2 separate regions of the Gossypium hirsutum genome follow, and region 2 is linked to region 1. A link is a contact called in public Hi-C data. All regions are on one chromosome and are shown on one strand. The core of a region is the stretch at or near the end of the contact, and the rest is flanking DNA. Distances in the headings are between cores, read along the strand shown. Region 1 overlaps LOC107894941. Region 2 holds the start of LOC107894136 (ethylene-responsive transcription factor ERF119).

Region 1 (5,581 bases), core at 1,432-3,931:
TATATTATTGGTGTATTATTTAACTATAAATGATAACACATTTATAGATATTCAGGCAACAATAGCCATCTCAATATATACTCAATTTCATGTTCGTATAAATACACATATTTTTCAAATATATTCAAATTAGTCTTCATTATCATCATCATTTCAAATCAATCCAATACATCTCTATTTAACAAATATCTCACCTTATATTCTTACCATGCATAAACAAGCCAATATGGAACAATTACAAGTTAGTTCGAATTATAGAAACACAAATCGTAAACTCCAAGCTATTCGTTGACAACTTTGTTTTTCCCTTTCTTTTTTGAGGAATTTGATTCAACATTAGCTATGGATTAAAAAAAAAGCATATAAATTTATCAATACACAGCCATTTTCACATTCAATTGCTATTTTATTCAACATTTACATTTTATTCAATTTAGTCCCCTAAAACCAAGACTAACATAACTTTCAAATTTAACCTCCAATTTTTATACCAATTTCATTCTAGGCCTAATTTAAATCCCTATTTCTCATTTCTACCAAAAATTTCGAAATTTTTTTTAGTCCCTATTGCACAAAATCATCAATTGACTTTACAATTTAGTCCTTTTTCAATACTAAACTTAAAATCTTCAAATTGGTCCCTAAAGCTTCAACCATTCAAAAATGGTAACATTCTCAAACTTTAATAGTATTGAGAAATACAGCATGGGTCAGCTAACTTGAGCTCCTGAGATTCCAAAAACATAAAAATTACCAAAAAAAAAAAGACTAAATTGACTAACCAATTGAAGCTTGATGCTTAAAGAACTTAGGCCGGCGTTCTTCTCTTCTCCCCCTAGCTCAATTCAGTTTGATGAAAGATGAAAATAAACTTTTCTCTTTCAATCCGCTAATGTATTATTTCTTATGATAAAATCTTATGATAATGATTTATAACATAAATTTTTAATTACAAGTTTAACCTTAAATACATCCAATTCTTAATACAATCGTCCATTAACCTCACTTAAGTGGTATAATTGTTATACAAGGCCCCCAGACTAAATTCTAATTGTAGATTCCTTAAGAATTGAATTTTTAACACTTTTATGATTTAGTCCCTATACCGTAATTAAACACTAATTTAACAAAATTACTTGACCAAAAATTCAATTCACTTCTAATATAACTCCATAAATATTTAATAAAAATATTTACAATTCAGATTTATGGAATCGGGGTTCCAAAATCATTAACTTTCGGGTCATTACAGTTTATACTTAGATATTGCAATTATTAAACTTTATTTTTACCAAATTAATATTTAGATACTAGTTTATATTAGTTTGTCAAATTAAATTAAAAATGTTACTAAATTTATCATCAAAATTTATAAATTCTATAAAATATATCAAATTAAAAAAAAACTTTGAAAAACTTTGGAGGGGGGCCAAACATAAATTTATCCTTTTTCTAAACACTAATTATAAATATTAAAATTAAAAAAAAATTAAAAACTTAAAGGGCCTCTAAAAGTAGTTTTCTGCAACAGTTTCGTATATGGTAGCACCTGCCCTCTTTTTCCAGTTTTGTTTTGGCAACAGTTCCAGTCCGATCGTCGCACCGTCATTTTCCATCTCAACTTCTTTGTCCATGGCCGCAATGAACTACGTCGGAGAGGAAGGTGACAAATGAGCTACCCGACCAGAAAGAAGTGGATTGTTAGGAAGAAAAAGAAGAATCCGGTGAGTCCTATGGTGAAGAAAGTTGTTCCGGTAAAGGTGATCGAGAAGATTATTAGAGATAGATTTGATTTTTATTTTGTTTAGTTTTTATCAAATAAATAACATGAAAATTTATGTGAAAAAAATTCTAAAATCCTTGTCATTAAGTTAACGGCCATATCAGTGGGACATCAGCCGTTAAATGGAAATGATAATTTGAGTCTAACATTTATGTAGTATATGTTAATATTAATTAGTGGGATTTAGACGATATCTTTAATAAAATTTATAAATGTAATTTTATTTTATTAATGATTTCTTACATTAATAAAATATGATTAGTATATTTTTATAATATGTTAATTAAAATTTATTATTTTTATTTCACTTAAGAATAAAATTAATTTTACTAAAATTTAGGATAAAAGATTATTATAGAGAACTAAATAGATAAATTTTAAGATGAAAAATTATTATAAAAAATAAAATTAAATTTTTAAAAAAAAAGTTGATTCTACATCAATTTTGACTTTTATAATAAAAACTATTACACACATACAAATATAAAATAATAATAAAAAATTGTATCTTCATTATCTGCTTTACTTTTAACTCAAAAAGGGAGTGTTAATATAGATATAAATCATGTATTAGATAACTTAAAACCCATTAAATGATTTTAAACTTCATATTCAAAATGCAGTCCACTTTAAGTAGTTGACAATTAAAGACTAGTATAGTGTGGGACCATTGCAGTAAATATTGATGGAGGAGATGACATGCAAGAAGAATGAGTGATATATAATGGGATAGGATATTTTATTGTCTGTTATACATAAAAAAGAAAGATATATAATAGGATGGGACCAAAGACTAAATAAATGTCAAGTTAATGCTGAGGCTTGCAATGGAACCAGTAGGTGGCCCACCATTGCTTGAAGAGGATAAATATCCTTTTGATGGAGATAAAGATAAAAAGATGCTAATCATGACGATGGCTTTCTGGTCCATTTTGAAGACCAGTCGATCACTTTTTGCTGCTGCTCTGCCCTGGTGCTCTTCATTTCTAAATTTTAGACTCACGACAACTAGCATTTATGGATGCCAAAACACGACCTTCATAATTCATTCATGTTCAGTGATTAGCCATGGGAATAGAATGGTCTTGAAAACTTCATGAGCTTGGGCACTTCAGAAAATGAGAAGGAACATACATGTTCATTTGATTTCACAGGAAATGAAACCATAAGAAATATATGTGCTGTTTAATTTTCAGGCTATTTAGGTGAACTAACTTATCTGATAAAATTATTAAGTTGATGTGCATAAATATATGAAACATATACTACTTCACATTTTAAATCCGTTTGTAAATTCTCATTATTATAAGATGATAACAAAAAGAAGTAAAATATTAAATCCTTATTATTTATATAAAAACTTTTAGCTACTAAAAACTCATAATTTTTTACAGTTGATGCCTTCTTTTAATGTAGTATATAATTGAAAACCAAAACCTTGTTTTGGAAGAGAGTAGCGGTTATAATAATAAATGAAAATAATTGATACAAATAATTTAATTAAATAAAAATCTTTGAAAAGAAAAGGTTGAAATAATTTAATAAATATCACATTCTAGTTTGAATTTCTAAAAATCTATATGATAAATGTTATTGAAATCAGTTTTAAATTAAAAAAATAATCTAATTATCCCCTCTTGATTACTTCATCCGAAAATGATCTATGTAGCCGAAGAGAAAGTTTCAAGAAAACTTTGTAAAAAGTTTAAGGATTATCTTCCTGTTGATTGGGTGGATAGAATAAAGCTGGAAACAAAAGTTGGTGCGGTTCAATTTTTGCGCTGGAAGGATGCTGTCAGATTCTATTCAATCTACACAAATTCTTTGAACTTTATCTTAGATCCATTACCTCGCATATAGATTCATCCAAAATTGTTTTTCCGCTGGGATGATGCTCAATGCCCCAACTATTATTTTGTTTTAAATGACTTGGAATTTTTCTGAAAGTTAGAACTAAAAACTAAAACCATAGACGGCTCATTCACTTAGGCTTGAACAAATAGAAATAACAAACAGAGACAATTGGTAGTTTCTAAAGATTAAACAGATTCCACCAAAATGAAGAGATAAATATATGTATAATGGAAAATCCCAAATTAGCATTCGGTATTTACCTATGCCTCCTAGACTACTTATTTACTATCATTTCCATCACTTGACGAGAAGGCTAATGAATCCCACCAATAATCTCATCCATTTTAAACTTGTTTGAATGTTTTTAAAAGAAATTTGAATTCGTTTTGCATTTCTACGACTTCAAAGTTTTTTTTTTATTTTTTATTTTTATTTTAAACATAATGGTGAAATATTGAAAAATTATATTATTCTAAGATCAAATTGAATAAATTTATATATAAAACATCAAAATAAACATTTAATAGAATAATTTTAATATAGATATCATTTTACCCTTTTCTCTAATATCCAAAAATTCGCTTACCTCTTTTCTTGTTCGAAAAACCAAAATACAATATGAAACATAATACACGAGCTATTATGATCATTTTACCGCAATGTTACGTATATTTCTAAGGTTGTTTAAATTTTATCAAGTAAACATGTATATATAGAAATGAGAAAGGTCAAAAACTGACATTATTTAATGAAGATCACGAGACCTTATAATATAGTATACAACCAAATCCAGTTTGATTTTGATTTTTGTTTTGTTTTTATTTACCTTCAACTCTTTTGGAGTATTTAAATGGCTAAACATTTTAAGTTAGAAAATTAAATAAGAAATTAATATTTTTTTAAGAGGTTTTCTTTTTCATTTTGCAATATCAAGGCATTGGTTTTTTTTTGTTCGTTTTACCACTTGCATGGTCGGCAACCTAGTCGATCATTGTGACTCCTGTCCTCTTTCGAAGGCCTCTTATCTTGTTGTTTCTTTTCCTTTCTCTTCTTACCTCTCGTTGTTTTTTCATCTCTCTTTTTCTTTCTTCATAACTCCATTTTTTGTTGGGTTATGGCCCTCCTCCCATTTAAGGGCTAAATGTCTTCAACTTCAAGGCCACTACAAATGGGTGTTGTGCTAAGCTATCATGTTGGGGATTTTTTCCCAATGGAAGGGGAGGATTTATGTGGTGGGCAAGCGGCGGCGATGTGACTTCTATGGAGGTTTTGAGTTGGTGATCTTGTCACCATTTTGCGTTAAGGCTAAAGATTCCAAAGTCACCGTTAAGGTGGGTAGTACTAATGTTGCCATGTATTTTGGTTTGGTTGTGCAAGGTTGGTTACCTTATAATGTTGAAGATGTTAAGAGTAGCAGAAGTTGGTTCCTCCTATTATTATAGGATGTTGTATAGAACACTGATAGGCTATACTCAATCTACGATACCAACATGATAAGCACTTTCTTGTTGTGATGGATCTAGTGCAAGGCAAGCGAAAACTTGGTAGGGGACTCTCACGCTCCATGATAATTATGACATAAGTTTTCGAGGTACAAGCGAGAGTCTCCTTTTGCACCCATGACAAAAAAAAAAACTTGACGTGGTTTGTATCATTCGAAGCCTATCATGTCTAGACTTGATGTTAGTGTCACGGGCCGCAGATCAAAACCCACGACAAATGCACACAGAACATCCCATGGAAGTCAATTGTTTAAATGAGACTTATTTGACCCACTTGAACTGACTTGCTTTGTAAAACACATGGAGAAGCCCATCTACTTGAAGCTTTGGTGCTAGCCCAATAAAACACTCCAGTAAAACTAGAGTTACCATGTTGAATATTTAAACTGTATAGTGTTTAAATCTCTTAGGACTCTCATCTTGTAGATAGGCTTTAATCTTG
Region 2 (5,581 bases), core at 1,272-3,771, 67 kb after region 1:
TATGCATATTTAGCTCCCGATTTTCCCTACAAGACCATCTAACCTTATTTAGATATATAAAATGTAATAAAACTACTAAAAAACATAAATTACTACTTTAAGTATAAAAACCTAAATATAAACTAAGATGCTTTGATTTAACTATTAAACAAGCTAAAGTTATGTGTAAAAAGAATGTAAGTAATAGTATAATTCATGACAGATCAAGCACCCGATATCTGGATCCAGTAATTCGGGTCAGGTGGAGGGCGTTACACTAAATGTAGTATATTCATCTTTATACTTGTACTTTTTCAAACAGATTGGTTTAATAAAATTATCTGTAAATTACATTAATACCCTTTATCCATTATCCTCAATGGTTTTTGCATGCAAAGCAAAATGAAAGCAAATATTAGCTTATTGGTTATCTAATATTTAACTAATACTAAGCGATATTATGTGATTGAATCGTAATACGAAAAGACGCCTTATATTAGTAGATGAACCTAAACATATCCTAAGTTTAATCAGAAATGAACAAGTTGATTGAAAGCCTAATAAGCCATCTATCAAGTCCAATTGGGGAGATGAAATAAAAAAAAAACAATGATGACTCCATAGATACGTGGAAAGGAAGGAAGCCTTCTATGAAATATTTCCATATTTTTTGAAGTCCCATTTACATTTTAAGAGATCGAGTGTATCAAGAGAAGTTTGATACAATAAGTGATGAAGGAAATTTTTTTTAGGGCTACTCCAACAACAGGAAGACTTATAGGGTCAATAACAAGCATACTTAAAGAATGATGAAATCCATTAACAGTGTCGTTAAAGATAGATCCACCAATATGACCAATGAAGATGAAAGTGTGACTCAAGCAAATATAGAAGCAATTGCACCTGCTCCTGATGCTAATGCTATATCACAAGAACTAATTGCAAAAGAACAAGTTGGTGATAATATTTAAGGGAATGATAATTAAATAGAGGTTCTTTCCCAATCCCAACCATCATCAAAGATAAAATTTAAGTTTAAAAATTAAAATGAAAAAAAATAATCTAATTTCAAAATTAATATAAACAAAAAATCAAAGATGAAAGTAGGATATTTTAATTTAGGAATTAAATTATACTTTATTGCTTTATTTTGTTATTTGATTTATGTTATCTCAGTTATAACTATTTTATGTTTTAATGTTATAAAAAAAATTCTATTTCATATTTAAATATTATTACGTGTTAATAAATTTATTAATAATTAATATATCCGTGCATGCAATTGTCATAAATGTAGATAATATAAATATTATATAAATATAAAAAAATTAAGAGAAAAATTATATAAAATTGTGATTTCACGTCATTTTTCTTTTAGTTTTCAATTTTTTCTTGTTAAAAAATTTAAATCCAACTAAAAATATTAAAATTCAGAAAAAAATCTAATTTATCATTCTCTTATTAAAAAAAAACATGAAATCATAATTTTATACTATAATTTATCAAAATCTAACTAGAATACCGAACTTTTCCGTAGAAAACATTTTTAATTTAAGGTGGAAAAGGAATTAAGAAAAGTCAAAGAATGTTAGAAGTAGAGGTGTTCATGGGTCGGGCCGGGCCGGGTTCGGGTCGGGCTCAACTAAAAAAATCATGCCCATTTATTGGGCTCGGACCGGGTCGGGCCCAAAAATGAGCCTAAAATTTTGTCCATGCTTTACCTGAATAAAAATACTAAAATCCGGGCCCGGCCCGGCCTAGCCCGCCTATATTAATTTTTTTATATTATTTTTAAATATATATAATACATTAAAAATACTAAAAATATCAAAATAAATATTTCTCAACAAATTGAAAATAACTTTTGAAAAATATGTAAATTTAAATAACACTAAGACAAATGCAACTTAAGAAGCAAATACTTCTAAAATAATAAAAAAATTAACAAATGCCTTTAAAATAATAAGAAAATTAACAATAAAATAAATTTTATACAATATCCAAACAATAACAACAAAATAATAGCAACATAATAGTAAAATGGTAGCAAAATATAGAGAAAATAACAAGAAAATAACATTCAAAAATAAAAAAAATATGCAGATTTTTTTTGTCCTTTAATAAATTCAGGCCCGACCAAGCGGGACCCAGGCTAAAAATACTTTACCCGAGGCCCGATCTATTTTTTAAACGGGTCTTATTTTTTTATTTAAACCAATTTTTCAGACTTGTATTTTTTTTCTAAACCTTCTCATATTTCGGGTAAGTTTTCGGGCTGGGTCGGATAGCCCGGTCCATACACACCTCTAGTAAGAAGGTTAGAAAAAAACAGTGGGCAGTGGTTAGTGGCAACATTGTGATTTAAAGCGCCAATAACAATCCTTCACTGTACCGTAGTACGTTGAAACTCGCGGCGCTTCGGTTACTAAAATAAAGCTGCCAACATTAGTCAGTCTATACACACTTCCTTTCTTAACGCGTGAAGTCAACACGCCATCAAACCTCGTACAAATAAAAAAATTGGGGCAGTGAAACATGAGATACGTATGACATGGTAAGATCGGTAATCCAATGGTCATGCATAATGTATCTGCATGACAGCTCACTTCCATAAATAAAATAAAAATTCTCTTCACCACCGGTGTTTTGAGTGCTTGGGGAAAGGTGAATGGCCTTTGAGACTGAAGAAGACACGGCGAGAGTAGAATAAAAACAAATAACAAAATCCAGAGTCAGTTCACTGTCCACTGGAGGGAAAGAGAGAGACCTCAACAGGTAACGATTAGGAAATTGGAAATAGCCTTTTGGGTTTTCGATTATTAAATAAATAATATGTATTCCATGACATCTTTTCCTGAACTTTCTCCTTCCATAGAGATAGATTTGTGTCTGTAACCATCGCTGGTCGGTTAAAGTATATATTTTTTACTCTGGTGTTTCTCTACCTTGTATGCTTTTTTGTCTTGTTATGGAGAAAGGAAAATCAGATCCGTACGTTTGTAGTCTCACTTTTTCTTTTTTCTTATGCTATGTCTAGCAGTGTCTAAGACGATCTTTTGGTTTTGGTTTCTCCGAGAAGGTTTGGAAGGGAGAGAGAGCTTTTTGTCACTGATGAGATATTGTTGACTGGTTCTCCGGTGGTGGCTTTTGTTGCGCTTTTGGGAGTTGAGGGAGGCTGATTAGCGGATTTATGTCGACTGAGTTTGATTTGGCTTTGATTTGGGCTCGGTTGCAGCTCTGCTTTTCTTCTTCTACAGTTTTCTGTTCTCACTTGTTCATCAAAGCTTCTTTGGCTCTCTGCTTCTACAGGCAGAGACTGAATCTTGTTCACCCGATTGTTTCGATGCGTTTAAGACCAAAAAAGTATGTCATCAATCATTTCGATTTTTAATTGGTTCTTTGGTTTCTTCAGTGTTCTGATTTGAAAATTTACTGTTTATTTTATTTGCAGGACTTGTTCTGGAGTAGGGTGTTTTGGTGGTTTTCACATAAAACAACGATTTTTCTATCTTCTCTTGTTTCTGAGAGGGGCTTATACTTTATACTGCTTTGATAGTCTCAGATTTTTGTTCTCCCTCTCCTCTTGATTTTGTTCTCGTATTTTAAGGGTAGTTCTTGGGGGGGGGGGGTTTAGTTGAGATTTTTATCCAGTTTTGTCGATAAAAATGCCAGAACCTCGAAAAGAAGCCTCTAATAAAAATAAATTATACAAAAAGTCCAAGAAAACCCAACCAATATTGAGTGAAGACACCCAAATGACTAGAAAAGTTCGTGTTATATTTCATGACCCTTATGCCACTGATTCATCTTCTAGTGAAGATGAATCTGAGAGGACTATTACTAGGAAGGCCCCGAGGGGAAAGCTTGTTGTTCGTGAAGTTGGAGTTCCTATTTTAGGGTTGGTTTCCCACTCAAAACCCTTGGAGTTTGAGGCTTCTTCTCAAGACAGTAACTGTAAAACCCCAACCAGAAGAAAAAGAGTTTTGGATACAACCCTTGACGACAATGCTCTTGTGGTTGAAGCCAAAAGACCTGTTGGCGTTCGTCGAAGGAAGTGGGGCAAATGGGCTGCTGAGATTAGGCACCCACTGGAGAAAACCAGGATTTGGTTGGGAACTTTCGATACCCTTGAAGATGCCGCTGAGGCATATGATGCTAAAAAGCTCGAATTCGGGGCTTTGGCTGTTGCTGCTGCTGCTGCTGCAGCTACTGCTTCCTCCGATAAAACCTATGACATTTCTTGTTCTGCTTCTACTTCTCACACTAGCAATTCTGTTGCTTCAGTATCTGAAGAGTCTGTGAGCCCTTCATCCCATACTACGCCTTCATCAGTGCTCGAATTGGATACTTCTGCATCTGTTGCATTCTTTAACAGCAACCATGATTCTGGGGATGCGAACACAGAAGGGTTTGATGCTAACTTTGCCAATTTAGTGATTCCTGATTTATGTTTCATTGATGATCCACTGTTGTGTGGATCAGTTGGACAAGAGCTGAACTTAGATGAAGAGCAATCCGATTATCTTTTTGTCAATGATTCTGGGGTGATTTTGGAGGATTATTGTAGCATCGAAGACGTGAGCATTTGTGGGATCGAAGGAGATGAACCCAGTGAACTTCCTGATTGTGATTTCAGCACTGATGACTTCGATTTTTGCAAAAAAGTAGCCCACCTCAACATTTTGTGCCCATAAGTTTTGCCGTTAGGTAATAGTAGTAATGGTTTAATAATATAAACCTGGTTGTCATGAGTTATTAGTCAAAGTTGGAAGGTTCTTGGGGGACTCTCCAAGATGGGTTATTGGGTAGTTCAATTTTTGTGAGTGAGTCGAAATGATTTGTTTGGTGAGTTGAGAGGAATGAGTGACGAAAAATCCTTTGGGTTTTCTTGTGCTAAAGAGCCATCCAAGGGATTAATCTATCTGAGAGAAGTGTTTTAATTTTTGGTTGCTCATCCTCACATGTTAAAACTACTATATTTGTCTATTTGCAGCGAACGAAGTTTTATTTTCTATTAATTCTACCTTGGTAGATTTATTTCTTGTGCTTGAGATGAATCATGAATGCGATTGAAGTAAATTAATTTTGACGAGGGACCTTGTCTAATAAGTTGCAGTTGGACTAGTACTTGTATGAAGGCCGGTTCCATTTTTTTCATGAACTGGTGGGAATATTCTAACTTGGGATTGGTTTGTTTGATTGTCGGTCTTTTGCTGTTTATTTTCCGTCAAATGTGGAGACTGGAAAGTTGCGCTTGGATTATTTCTTTAAATAATTTGCATTATAAAATACGAATAAAATAAATATTTTAACTAAAATTGTAATAAGATAAAACAATATAAAAATGAAGTTAATTAATTTAACTACAGCATAGACCGAACGATAGAGGCTACCTTTTAGATTCACTCATCGTATGAGTAGGGTTAGCCGTATCTGGATTGCCTTTCTTATCCTCCCTTCACCTTGTCCTTCCCCTCTAACTCTTTCTTGGTGGGTCTTTTAGGTTCAACTAAAAATATTATATTATGTCCACACTATCTGTTCAGATTTGAAGGTTTACTCGAAATTGAGAGAGTTCGAATAGAAATATTAAATCTTTGAA

The links. Hi-C and Micro-C count contacts between places; a contact is called where the count stands out from the background.
Region 2: a Hi-C map of leaf shows a contact between it and region 1, with 1.8 times the contacts expected there. The contact joins the promoter of LOC107894136 here to the enhancer-like site in region 1. A contact is called at or near these places in 6 of 34 Hi-C or Micro-C datasets (callus, hypocotyl and leaf).

The regions. Positions count from the first base shown.
Region 1 is chrA13:11,456,925-11,462,505 of Gossypium_hirsutum_v2.1, forward strand. It overlaps LOC107894941, which reads left to right. Exons shown (of 5, transcript XM_041084892.1): 5 at 1,532-2,049. Among protein-coding and RNA genes, the nearest start is that of LOC107894941, 17 kb to the left of the region's middle. Within about 2 kb of position 2,682, at least 5 of the 9 cell types and tissues checked have an H3K27ac peak or open chromatin away from gene starts, as enhancers often do. A contact at or near this core is called in hypocotyl and leaf, where this site is marked.
Region 2 is chrA13:11,524,078-11,529,658 of Gossypium_hirsutum_v2.1, forward strand. It overlaps LOC107894136 (ethylene-responsive transcription factor ERF119), which reads left to right and starts at 2,522. Exons shown (of 3, transcript XM_016819355.2): 1 at 2,522-2,754; 2 at 3,059-3,342; 3 at 3,431-4,991. The coding sequence starts at 3,645. The coding sequence ends at 4,673.